2 separate regions of the Sus scrofa genome follow, and region 1 is linked to region 2. The links are chromatin contacts, called in public Hi-C maps. All regions are on one chromosome and are shown on one strand. Each heading gives the region's core, a stretch centred on a gene start, on an enhancer-like site or on the middle of the called end of the contact. The rest is flanking DNA. Distances are from core to core; before and after follow the strand shown.

Evidence for each region. A called contact is a pair of places that touch in the nucleus more often than the background predicts.
Region 1: a Hi-C map of mesenteric adipose tissue shows a contact between it and region 2, with 2.0 times the contacts expected there. The contact joins two enhancer-like sites. A contact is called at or near these places in 9 of 47 Hi-C or Micro-C datasets (embryonic fibroblasts, epiblast stem cells, fetal heart ventricle and 5 more) and 1 of 2 datasets of contacts at active chromatin or transcription factors (alveolar macrophages).

Annotation. Positions count from the first base shown.
Region 1 is chr1:262,092,525-262,099,136 of Sscrofa11.1, forward strand. It overlaps TTLL11 (tubulin polyglutamylase TTLL11), which reads right to left. Exons shown (of 11, transcript XM_021068337.1): 5 at 5,627-6,202. Among named protein-coding and RNA genes, the nearest start is that of TTLL11, 110 kb to the right of the region's middle. Within about 2 kb of position 1,822, at least 13 of the 83 cell types and tissues checked have an H3K27ac peak or open chromatin away from gene starts, as enhancers often do. A contact at or near this core is called in mesenteric adipose tissue, retroperitoneal adipose tissue and subcutaneous adipose tissue, where this site is marked.
Region 2 is chr1:261,515,520-261,521,723 of Sscrofa11.1, forward strand. It overlaps GGTA1P (glycoprotein, alpha-galactosyltransferase 1 pseudogene), which reads right to left. Exons shown (of 8, transcript NM_213810.3): 7 at 3,546-3,683. Among named protein-coding and RNA genes, the nearest start is that of GGTA1P, 69 kb to the right of the region's middle. Within about 2 kb of position 4,437, at least 25 of the 83 cell types and tissues checked have an H3K27ac peak or open chromatin away from gene starts, as enhancers often do. A contact at or near this core is called in mesenteric adipose tissue, retroperitoneal adipose tissue and subcutaneous adipose tissue, where this site is marked.

The sequences.
Region 1 (6,612 bases), core at 572-3,071, 570 kb after region 2:
ATGTCCAGTGTGAGATGTCTGTTAGAAACTCAAGGAGAAAATTAAAGTGGGCAGTTGGATAGACTGGTGTGGAGTTCAGGGAGAGCTCAAGACTGGAAATACAAATACAGGAGTCAACAGCACATAGCTGGTACTTACAGCCATGGGGCTAGAAGAGGGCCTTTAGGGAGTGATTGTAGGTAAGAGAGGAGCTGGAGTCCTGGGATCTCCATCATTGGCAGGTGCAGAAGGGGCTGAGAAGCAGCAGCCAAAAAAGCAGGGGGGAAATCAGGAGGGTGTGATGTTGCTCACCTTTTTCTGCTTGGCAAATTCTCCTTCATGCCTTAAGCTCCAGCTTAAGCATCTCTTCCTCCAGGAAGCCTTCCTTGACTGAGTTAACTGGCAAAGTTAACTGCTCCTTTTTCTGTGCTCTCCCAGCATCCTGTACTTGCCCCCACCCCCACCCCTGGGCAGCATTCATTACATGGAAGGGTAATGCCCACGTGCCAGGCTTCCCCACTACACTTTACACCTCTTAGGGGTAGGGCTGCCTCTTATCCATAACCACAGGCTCCACAGCTAGCTCAAGGCTTGTCCCAGTGGGTGACCAGCAAACACATCTAGAAGGAAAAAAGCTTAGATGTCAGAAGTGGTCAAGGAAGGCTTTACAGAGAAGGTAGGATTTGAGCAGCACCTTGTCAGAAGGCATTGAACTGCAAACAAGAGTGAGATGAGGAGAGAGCCTGGCAAGCCAAGACAGAGCAGAGGGCAGAATTGGGGAAACACAACTTACGTACAAGAGGCAGGAAATCAGCTCTGTTTGGCAGGCCCTCGGGGCTCAGGAAGGATGCAGAAGCAAGGCTGGGGCGAGGCTGGGAGGCATCCAGTGCCAGGACTTGTCTCTCCAACTGTGCTCCTTGGAACACCGGTGTTCCATGACATTGTAAATGTTACTAGTTCATGGTTTTCCCATTAGTTCAAGACACTGCTTCATAGACCCATTTGAGAAAGATTTGTTTGTCTTTTTAGGGCCACACCCTCAGCTTATGGAGGTTCCCAGGCTAGGAGTTGAATCAGAGCCATAGCCTCTGGCCTAGGCCACAGCCACAGCAGTGCCAGATCCGAGCCTTATCTGTGACCTACACCACAGCTCACAGCAATGCCAGATCCTTAACCCACTGAGGGAGGCCAGGGATCAAACCTGCGTCCTCATGGATACTACTAGTCAGATTTGCTTCCGCTGAGTCACGACGGGAAGTCAGAGAAGGACTGTTGTCACAGATAACACATAATGTCATAATAATGACCTTTTATTGAGAGACTGCTACGTGCTGGGTCCTGGGCCAGATGTTCCACGCGGCTTTTCTCACTCCATCTGTGAATGACTCTGGGAGGCAGGTACAAATATTATCTCTCTCTTCAGAAAAGGAAACTGAGGCAGGAAAAGGCTAACTTGCCAAGCTCCCCAGCTGGAGTTGCTGGAAGGAGGAACCAGGGTTAGTGCAAACCCAGGACATCCAGGAACAAAACCCAGGCTGGTGCATAAGCACTCACTGCTCCGTCACCTTTTTCCTGGGGAATGTCTGGGGCTGACGGGGAGGGGGAGGTCAAAAGAGCAAAGAAGGAAGAGGAGAAGCATTTCGAGGAGGTGCCTCCTCCAGACACCGGAGGGAAAGGATCATGGTCAAGGAGAGAAGTAGACTCAGAGCTAGAGGACGAGAGAAACCGAGCAATGAAATTGGGGTAGAATGTTCACGAAGGTTGATCTGGAAACCGTTGCTCTGCGTGTGCATTTCTGCCACATGAATCATCAACACCAGATGGACCTGGCTGTTTAAGCCAGGGTCACAGAACTGCCCTCAAGAAGACGGACGGGGGATATGTTGCTGGGGGCTGCCTGGGCAATGACAGGGGGACAGGCCGGAATGACAGGGCAGCCACGTTCCTAGGCAACAGATTACAGGAAACTTGCCCACAGACGAGCCGCGCCAGCCCCTGCTCCGGGCCATCACAATTTCCCAAGTAGTTATTGTGGCTGTGATTGGAAAGGGGTCACAGTCACATGTTTTAAGATAAATGTAATTTTGTTGGCTAGAGTTTATGTCCTGGAAGGCTGCCGTCTGGGCCAGGCCCAGGCTACAAGCAAAAGGGGCGTCCGTGACAAGGAATTAATCTGTTACATATGTGTACAACAGTAGCGTGTGCAAAGCCCTTCCTCATCTTTGTCTCATGTGAATTAGTTCACAAACCTGTGGGGTAGGCGAGGAGACCGAGGCACAGACAAGACTAAGACAAGATCACACAGCGAGTCGATGGCAGAAGCACATGCTGTCCCTCAATCTTCGGGTTCCAAGTTCACGTGTTTGAGATCCAAACAAACAAGTGTTTTCACAAGTGCTAAGAATAGAGAAAGCAGGAGAGAACTCCAAGGACTTCAATCTCTTTGACTCTGAGATGCACGGTAAAATGGATTTCAGTCATCTAAGGCTTTATACCTTTTCACCCTCATCACTTTACTCCAAAGAAGGCAGGTAGGGAAGAGAGTAGAGGTGATTCAGAGAGAAAGAAACAGGCTCAGGGTGGTGAGGAAACATGCCCAAGGTCACCCGGCTGGGAAGAGGACAGGCTTCTCCCAGGAGTGGGGTGGGGTCAGTTCTGGCCCCTGCTCCTCTCCTGACCCCAGGCCTGGCAGCACTTAGTGTGGTCAAGCGGTAGGAAACGGTCACAGGGCTGTGGTTCCCTTTGCCGGATGTGATCTGTCCAAACCAGTGGCTCCCGCCCCATTGGCCTTCTAGCCCCCACAGCGTGGGCCCCTGGTTTCCACCCCCATGGGCACCCCAAGCCACCCGTCCACAGTGAGACAAGCTGCAAAGCCACCGCCCCAGCCTTCCACCCTGCACCCGCGCCATGCCAGGCCTCTGTGGTTTGGCCGTGCACGCGGGCCCACATGATACTCCTGGAATAGCTGTCACTGTCGAACAGATGTGACCACACAATCCCCCGGGTTGACCCCCGGTGGCCTCCACGTTGCAACTAGCCCTTCACCCTAAGCTTCCAAAGGCTCCAGCTGGGACCGGTTCTCTCTGGTCCTGCCTCTAAGTGTCCGCTTTCTAATGCCCTAAGCCAACTACTGATGGCTGAGCTGGACATCCTGCCTGAGAACCAAAGCCTGGCATCCAAATGCCTCAGGACAGATCTTTGGGTGACAATTAGCCCTTCCTGGGACTGATCGATGCTGGAAGTCCCCTCCCAAGGCTTCCGCCAGCCTCCTGGAAATCCTGCTGACCGGTGCCCAGCCCTCAGGGTCGTCCCTCTGCATTTATGGCTGCAGCTTAGGACCAGCCTCCTCTCCGTCAAACGAATGTCCCGTCCATCAGCAATGCTGTCCCACTGCCTCCCCTCCCTTCTTGTTCCACGTTACTCGTTATTCCCCCGCCAGAGCCTTAGAGAAAGGACTAGAAACAACTCGGATGTTCACTGACAGAAGAACCGATGAACAAATTGCACGCGTTTACCACAGATACACAGCAGTGCAAATGAAATGGAACCGATGATCCACAGCCACATGTGGTGGAAAAGAAAGTTGCAGAAGCCCACGTGCTTGATGGTCATGTTTTTATAAAGCTCACAAACCAGTGACACAAAATAATATATTGCTTAGGGATACATTCACGTATAATAAAAGTATTCTTTTTAAAGAGAGGAAATGATGAACATAAAATTTGGGATGATGGTTACCTGGGGGTGAGAAATGGGATGGGGGAGAAGTGAGCGAGGTGGGGATCTCGGGCTGGGAGGCGAGTTGGGGATAATCACTTGGCGGTTCTGCTTCACAGCTTAGCACGTGCGCCATGCATTCTTTCTCAGATGGTAACTGCTCCAAAATAATCTTAAGGATTCAATGAAGACGGTCCCAGAGGTGTCCTTTATATCATCTGCTCCCCATTCTGATTTATCGCGTTGCAGGAAACTGTGTGCCTGGACTCCCAGTCCCCCACCCCCACCTTTGCCACCAAATGTCCAGGAAGAGGCCGCTCCTCCTGTCCCCATCTCCTCCCCTCCCACACGTCGGCTCAGGCTACTACCCATCTCCCTGTCCCGTCACCCCAGGACATCAACGGACTCTTTCAGCTCTGGTCTCACATGGCATCTCAGCAGCGTCTGGGGTGGCTCACCCCCACCTGCTTCTTTGCCAAGCATTTAGGCTGCTTCTTCTCCTGACATCCCTTCTCGAGCTCGAATGGCTCCTTCTTGGCCTCCTTTGCTGCCCCCTCGATGCCTGTCCCTTAGCTGAATGGTGATGCTCGTGGGATTGTCTCTGTCCTTTTTTCCCCGCCACAGCCTCTGGTGGCTTCAGGGACCACTGCAGAGTTCCCAGTCTCTCTCTCCAGCCCAGACCTCTCCTCCTCAACTCCAGGCCCAGATGTCCAACTGTCCACCCAGCCTTTCCACTTGGAGGTCACAGGCACTTCAAAGGCATGTTCGAGCCCAATTCCTTACCCTCCCCCTACAAGCCTGGTCCCCTTCTGGTGGCCTCTATCCCTCCATCCAAGTGCCTAAGCCACCTGTGGTTAGGTCTGGGTTCTCCCCCCTCTGTCACTGCCACCATCTCTAGACTCGCTCCCAGCCCCATCCAGTCACCAAGTCTGACCGTTCCACCTCTTAATGGCTCTGGAGTCTATTCTCTCCAACTCCACCAAGACCTCCCCACTCCCGGCCAGCATCCTCTCTTGCTTATAAGGAAGCAATCAGCTCATCAGTCCCCTCCCTGCTCCCAGCCATGCCTCAATCCATTCTCCACCCTGTGGCACATCTGGGTGCACTGGTGCCCTGCTGGCACCCTCCTCTGGCCCCCCACTGCCCTCAGCTTTCCCCGGCTTACCCCCTACCTGCCTCATCTGCCTCATCTTTCTCACCTCCCTCCAGACCTCAAGCCCCACCCTCCAGCCATGTGGAACCCACCTTCAGTTCCCCCTCCCCGCTCAGGCTGCAAAGATGTCTCCCCCAGGACAGTTTGGTCTCCCCAGCCCTATCCAGTCTGGCCTGCCCCATCTACCTCTTACTCCAGGTTCTAGTTCTTCTGGAAGTCCTCCCAGACCACCCTTGTCCCCACTCACAAAATGTTAGATGGTCCCACAATCTCACAGCGCCCGGAACGTTTCCTACTCTATTCTAGCACTGGTGACCCTTTATACTAATTGCTTCTGATTTGTCTCCCACAATAGCAGACTCTTGCATCAGCCAGCAGGGAACTGACTTCCTACCTCACCAATACCTCAAGCAGTGCCTGGCCCCTACTAAGCAGGTGGTAAAACTTTGCTGGAGAAATGAATGAATGAAGGAATGAATGGGAGCCACTGGGCTTTCCATCTCGTTCCATCTCATTTGAATCTTACACCCTTTAAGGGAGGTACCATTAGTCTCATTTTACACATAGGAAAACGGAAGTAACTTGCCCCAAATCTCACAGCAAATAGAGAGCAGGAAGTTGGACCCTGGTTTCACACCAAAGCCCATGCCAGCAACCACTCCTCCACCCCCGCTCTCCAGCCACCCAAACCACCTCCCTCACCCCAGATGAGGCCAGGGATCCCTCTAAAGGCCCCGTCAAGGTGGGGAACTTAGGCTGGGAAGGGGCGATGGTTACCTGGAAGCAGGTGGGCCCCGGCCTCCCCGCGGGGATATCCGACTGGTAGAAAACTTTGAGTTCTGGAGTCAGGGCAATGACGGTCTTAATCACCAAGGAGATGATATCAGACCAGACCTTCTTGATGTCAACACCCTTGGCCGACAACCTACCAAGAATGCTAGAGAAAGTCCTCTTGCTGCCTGTGCTAGCGCTGTCCGAATGGACAAAGTTACCGCTGTGGATGTTCAGCGAATAGTTGGTCAAGTGCATGAAGATGTGGTGCAGGTTTTTGGGGCTGGGTTCCTGGTATGGCTCTGTACAAAACCGCGAGAGTCCATCTTTGGCTATGTAAATCTCTAAGGGGTCTAGGGACTTTAGCAAGACGTACAGACGAATATCAAACTTGAGCTTGTCGATTAGGAGAGGTTTGCAGATGTACTCCTGGACCACCGCTGGCCTGCTCTGAAGGGTTCCTGCCAGACGGATGTCACTGGGGTCTTTAATGAGGTAGATTCCGTCACCCTGACAGCCACTATCAGGTTTCACGATAAACGTGGGCTTCCAGGAGGGGTCCCCGTCTTTCACCATTCGAACCTGGGGGAAGAAAAAAGATGGTTAGCATGGTATCCTTTTCCTCTCTGGTCCCCGAGACAGAGAAGGATGTTGGCAAAGGGTTGATGAATGAGTGACACGATGGGCCCTGCCTGTGCGAATACTCTCTGAGCGCCTGTCGGGAAGTGACGCTACCGAGGTAGTGAGACGGTGACGTGCAAACTGCCCTCAATCTTGTCCTCCACAGTGCGTCGGGTCTGCAGTCACAAGACCTGGATTCAAATCCCAGGTCTTTGCCATTATCAGCCCTAACACTGAGCAAGTCATTTAACTGATGACAGTGTGGTGATGGCAAGGACAATAAATCTGGCACTATTTATGGGCACCTACTATGTGCAGGTTCTACATCAGGCACCTGACACAAGCTATGTCTTCTAACCCTCATAGACCCT
Region 2 (6,204 bases), core at 3,187-5,686:
CAAGCCCGTAGTTTACACTAAGGTTCACTCTTGGTGGCAGACTTTCTATGAATCTGAACAAATGTAAAATGACATTTATCTATCACTATGTATGGTACCATACAGAGTATTTTCACTGCCCTAAAAAATCCTGTGTTCTGTCTATTCATCCATTCTCCCACACCATCGCCTGGCATCTACTGATATTTTTACTGTCTCCATGGATCAGTACCTTTGACCTTTTCCAGAATGTCATATAGTTGGAACCATATAGTAGGTAGTCTTTGCAGATGGTTTCTTGGTAACGAACATTTGAGGTTCCTCCATGTCTTTTCATGGATTGATTTTTTTTTTTAAAGCACTGCTAATACTCCACTGTCTGAATGTGCTACAATTTATCAATTAATTTGCCTACTAAAGGACCTGTTACTTCCAAGTTTTGGGCAATTATGAATAAAAGTGCTATAAACGGAGTTCCTTTCGTGGCTCAGTGGTCAACAAACCCACCTAGTTGCAGGTTCAATCCCTGGCCTCGCTCAGGGGGTTAAGGATCCAGTGTGGCCATGAGCTGTGGTGTAGGTCGCAGATGTGGCTCAGATCTCGGGTTACTGTGGCTGTGGCATAGGCCGGCAGCTGTAGCTCTGATTCAACCCTTAGCCTGGGAACCTCCATATGCCGCAGGTGTGGCCCAAAAAAGACAAAAAAAGAAAAAACCAAAACCCACCCCCCCCCAAAAAAAATACCTGCTATAAACATCTGTATGCAAGTTTTTGTGTAGACATAAAGTTTCAGCTTTTGAGGGTAAATACTAAGGTGTGCCATCGCTGGATTGTATGGTAAGAGTATGTTTAGTTTTGTAAGAATCTGCCAAACTGTCTTACAAATTGGTTGTATCATTTCGCATTGCCAGCAGCAGTGAATAAGCTTTCCTATCGCTCTACATTTTCATCAGCAGCTGGTATTGTCAGTGTTTGGGATTTGGGTCATTCTAATAGATGTGTAGTGGTATTTTAGCTATTTACCTATTCATTCAAAAACCATCATGTTCAGGAAGAAAAGGAAAGGGGGGAGTTCCCATTGTGGCAGTGGCACAGTGGGTTAAAGATCCAGTGTTGCTGCAGCTATGGAGAAGGTCACAGCTGTGGCTCAGAACTTCCATACGCCACAGGTGCAGCTGAAAAAGAAAAAGAGAAAAAAAAAAACCCATCACATTCCTGTCTTCTGTAAGCCAAGATACAGGCTATTCTGTGAAGCCATGGGGATGATAGAGAAGGGAAGAAGTAGTTGGCTGGCTTAACACAACCCACGTCACCACCCAGACTCATGCCCAGTGACTGTGCACTGAATTTAATTTGTTGATCACATTATCAGCCAATGATGACATTTTGTAATAATGACTGGCACTTCCTTTTGTTTTTTGGTTGCTGCTTGGATTCCCTTTGATTACTACAAACATAAACTGTGCTTTCAATGCTGGTCTCTGGAAACCCCAGGTTTATAGTATTGATTCTTTAAACGGAGAGAATATCTCAGCAATACAAGGAGGGACTTCAACATGGCTCTGGGGCTAATGGCCAGGAAATTCTTCTGCACTCTGGAACTTTAAGAAAAAATCTATTGTGCCCTGAAGCTTGGGAGGTGATCCTAGGGGCGAGGGAGGAAACCTTTGTGAGGTTTAACATTGTTTAGAGATTAAAGAGCTGCAGTTGGTGCTGTGCATTGTCATTTGAAAATAAACCAAACATCACACCTCCTAAAAGTCCAAATCCACTCTTGGGAGGATTTATTGCTGCTGAGTACAAACAGTCCTCTCTCGCCTCAGAGCAGAGTGCGCGGGTTTCACCAGGACATGCCAAGTACAGTTTAGTTCTCTAAAGCCGCAACAAGATGGCTAGAGCCAATGTGGAGCCGTTCTTTTTGGAAACACCAAGGTTAAATCAATCTGCGGTATGGCTGGCTGGTCTCCTCTTATACCAAAGGATTAGGTGAGCTGGGAATCTTTCCCAACTCCTAACAGAACATATTCTTCTAGTCGAAAGGTCAAAACTCCAGAGTCACCCTTCTCTATTAGAGATGCCACCCAGGCCCCTGGGATCAGTACATTCAGGGACATTAGGACTTGATTAGTACAGTGACAGTGATACCTTCTGGGCTCTAGGTTGGAGAAGGTCTTAGGAGGATGCTTAAATCCTCACTCAGATCAACCTTGACCTTCACTTCTCTTTGTACAGGCAACAGGTCAACTAACTTTCTTTTCTTTTCTTTTCTTTCTTTCTTTCTTTCTTTCTTTCTTTCTTTCTTTCTTTCTTTCTTTCTTTCTTTCTTTCTTTCTTTCTCTCTCTCTCTCTCTCTCCCTCTCCCTCTCTCTCTCTCTCTCTCTCTCTCTCTCTTTCCTTCCTTCCTTTTCTTTCTTCCTTCCTTCCTTCCTTTCTTGCTTTTTTAGGGCTGCACCCTCCCAGGCTAGGGGTCCAATCGGAGCTGTGATGTTGGCCTGCGTCAGAGCCACAGCAATGCGAGATTCGAAATGCATCTGTGACCTACCCCACAGCCCACGGCAACACCAGATCCTTAACCCACTGATCAAGGCCAGGGATTGAACCTGTGTCCTCATGGATGCTAGTCAGATTCATTAACCAATGAGCTATGATGGGAACTCCCTTCCTTCCTTCCTTTTTTTCTTTTTCTTTCTTTCTCTTTCTGATTTTTTTTTAAGTTTTGTTGAAGTATAGTTGTCTTACAATGTTGTGATAATTTTTTCTGTATAACAAAGTGATTCAGTTTCTTTGTGGCTTTCAGAAAAGGTACAGATGGAAAGGCCCATGGATGTGGGGGAGGGAAGGGGCACGGAGGTGAACAGGAAAATTGAACTTTTGCTTTTGTTTTGGAAAAAAGGGGGGGGGATTCTCTAAAAAAGAAAACTGGGTTATATTTTAAATGAACATTACAGCTACTACTTTTAAGTAAGAATGATTACAGTTTGGGGAGAAAAGTTCCAAACAAGGAAACGGGGGCTGAAACAGGAACCTATCCAACCTCTGGAAGAGGAAGTTCTGAGCAGCCTAATCTCCCCGGGCCAAACCCTCCAGGAGGAATAGGCAGAAGGCACAGAGGAGTGGTCAGCCATGCGGAGGTGGAAAACCACTCCACTTAGGACACTTCTGTCTTTGGTCCTTGGTCTGGGGTCTCGAGAGCATAGGAGAAACGACACACACACAGGCCATCTAACAGCTGCCATTTTTGGAATTTCCACAGAGGGCCGTGGAGGTCAGGGCGGAGGTGGCTGTGGGTGTACTGTCGACTCTGGGTGCAGTGGGTATAGCAGATCTTCTTCCCTGCAACCCAAGCCCCTCACCCTGAGGTGGGAAAGAGTTGACCCTCTGACTAGTTTTATTCTTAGCCTTTGGGGACCTCAGCAGAAGGGAGTCTAAAATGGCCCTGTGACACCATTCTCCTCTCCACTAATTCAGACATGACATGAACAGCCTCTGTAAACCCAGGGGCCCCTCACCCATCCTCTGATAGTGGAAGGGGAAAAACTCAAGGCCAGTTTTATTAGCAACACCTACCTTCCGACAGCAAAAACCGTCAAGCCCACGGTAATTTTCTGTTTGGCATAATAATTATCTAAGACGGCTCTGTTGTAAGTGCCTTCCCATACCACTGGAGCCTTCCATCTGGTTATGGTCACGACCTCTGGGCGTTTCCTGGTGACAAAACATAGAGTCAGGATGGCTTTGCTAAGGTATGCAGTGACAGTCTGGGGGAACATGGGTCAGTCATGGCTTGTGGTGACTGGCCTTGAATCCTGACTGTATTTTAGCCCCAGTCAGCTGGTGGTGTGACATTGCAGCATCTTCTGGGGGAGGGACAGGAGGCTCTGGCCCAGGTGCCTCTGCGGGCTGCCCTGGTGGCCCCTTTGGGGATCGTACCTGTACAACGTGTATGTACCTTCCGTCCCCCTGTTCTGCTGTCCTCGTCCTCAATCTTCCTTCCAAACCCCTTCGCCTATCTCCCCAGGCCCTTCCTAAGCTGCCAGCGACATCTTTGGGTGTTGCTTATCCCAGTGGGTGCCACCTGACCCTGAGAAAGCCCTATGGCTTGACTAGCGGGATGAGAGAGTGACATTTGAGCTGAAAGAGGAAGAAGCTGTCTCAGTTTGCCTTCTGCCAGAAAGCAATTTCTGGGTAGGAACCTGGTTATCGGACAAAAAGGGCCCCAGACTAAGGGGACCTGGTGTTGTGGTTCATTTTACGAAGAAGGAGACAGTCACCCAGAAAAGAAGGGACCCGGCGGGCTAACTGTGGCCATGGGTGACACACAGGGCTCGGGCTCAGACCTCTCTCAGATCATGTCGCCTCTTGACTAGAAGCACAAAAGCGGGAGGGGAGGGGGCATGTTCTCTGCACCCAGAACACTTGAAAGGGACTTAGCAAAGCCAACACAAACACAGGAAGCCACGGAAGAGCAACGGACAAATTGTAAAGAGTAAATGCGGGAAGTCTGGGTAGCAGCTGGGGCCCCCCAGAGGCAGGAGGGAGCTGAGAAGACTTGGCTCAAACCCCATTTGCTCTGGAAGTGGCTGCACTTCCCCGTCGGAAACAGACTGAAACGTGGTCATTTAGATTCAACCCCCAACACAACATGAGAGGGCCTGGCCCCTGCTAGCTGTGTGCTTGTATTTCAGCCACTGCAGGGAGAAGGCCAGTGGTTGGGGCAACGTCTTGGGGGTCCCATCGGGCCCCTGCTGGCTGCCTGGGTATGGCCCTGGTGAGGCTGTCTAGGAGATGTTAGCCCAGCGAGAACATACCCCCACCCTCATACGCGGGTGGAGGAAGGGTTTTCACAAACCTGCCCCTCCCCCATGGGAGAAACCATGTTTCCCTGCGAGATTGGGCAAGGCTGGGTCACCCCCACTTCTTGCTCATGCCTTCTGTCCCTCGTCACCAAGTTCTGCACCCGTATTCTGGAGGCCTCTGCCCTCCCACCCCCACCCCATGCCCTGCTTCAAGCCTGCTTCCTTCCTCCCCTAAGAGTAATTCTGCAGAGATGGAGGGGACATGGCTAGGCTGCTCAAACCCCACACCCCAGCTCTGCCTTCACACCCCAGGTATGACCGCCCCTTGGGGACACCTGCTCTTGGTTTCCACCAATCATGAAAGAAGCTGTTTTGGACTCTGTACCAACTTGTGCCAGGTACTTTCACATACACTTTCTCTCATTTAGTCCTTGCAAAAGCTTGGCCATGTAGTATGCTCAATGTACAGATATGAAAATCAAGGCTCAGGAAGGCTTGTTAACTTGACCAAGGCCAAACAGCAGATGATGGTAACTAACACACACTGGCTCCTTCCTATGGGACCAGGCACAGTGCCAAGAGCTTCACCCTTTTGTGGGGGTGGGGTTGCTATATTTTGATTCCCATTTTATCTGTGAGGAAACTGTAGCACAGAGTGGTGAAATAACTTGCCTGAGGTCACACAGCTAGTAAGGAGCCAAGCTGGGATTTGAACCCAGATAGTCTGACTGTGGTCTGTGCTCTGAACCACTACCCTCTATGGCTTCTTGGCTATTTACTTGCTGTACCAATGAACTGGAGTTAAAACCCAGGTATGTCATCATTTCCACTCATTTGAGCTACTTCAGCATTTTTATCAGGGCAGAATAAAAAAAAATGATGAGCTTTTTTTTTGTTTGTTTTGTTTTGTTTTTAGAAACTTATGTGATGCTTTTCTCACATAAAAGCCCCAGCTTTGTTGAATGACTGGATTTCAAACCAAAAAAACCACACACACACACACACACACACACACACACACACGGCTTAGGCTTATCATTCTATAACCGTTTCCCATGCACTGTCACTTCATTCATTCCTGTCCTTAGTGTAGCCTGTCAAGGATTCTTAGCAGTTCAGACCCCAGCCTATCAGTTAAGCCATGCAGCTGTGTGTGAGCTGAACATCTGGCAAGCAGGCAATATTATCTTTAAGCAAAGAAAAGGAAGAGAAAGAGAAGGAGGAAGAGGAGGAAAGGAGGTATTCTTATTTACTAGTCACAAGCACTGGGGTTAAGTACCGGACTTTTATTCTCTCATTGAATCCTTACAACCACGTTCAAGAGTGGGTGCTATCATCACCTCCATTTCACAAATAAAGAAAGTCGGGGGTGAGAGAGAAGGAAACTATGTTTTTAGCCATTCAACCAATAGGAGGGGCCACACCAGGGC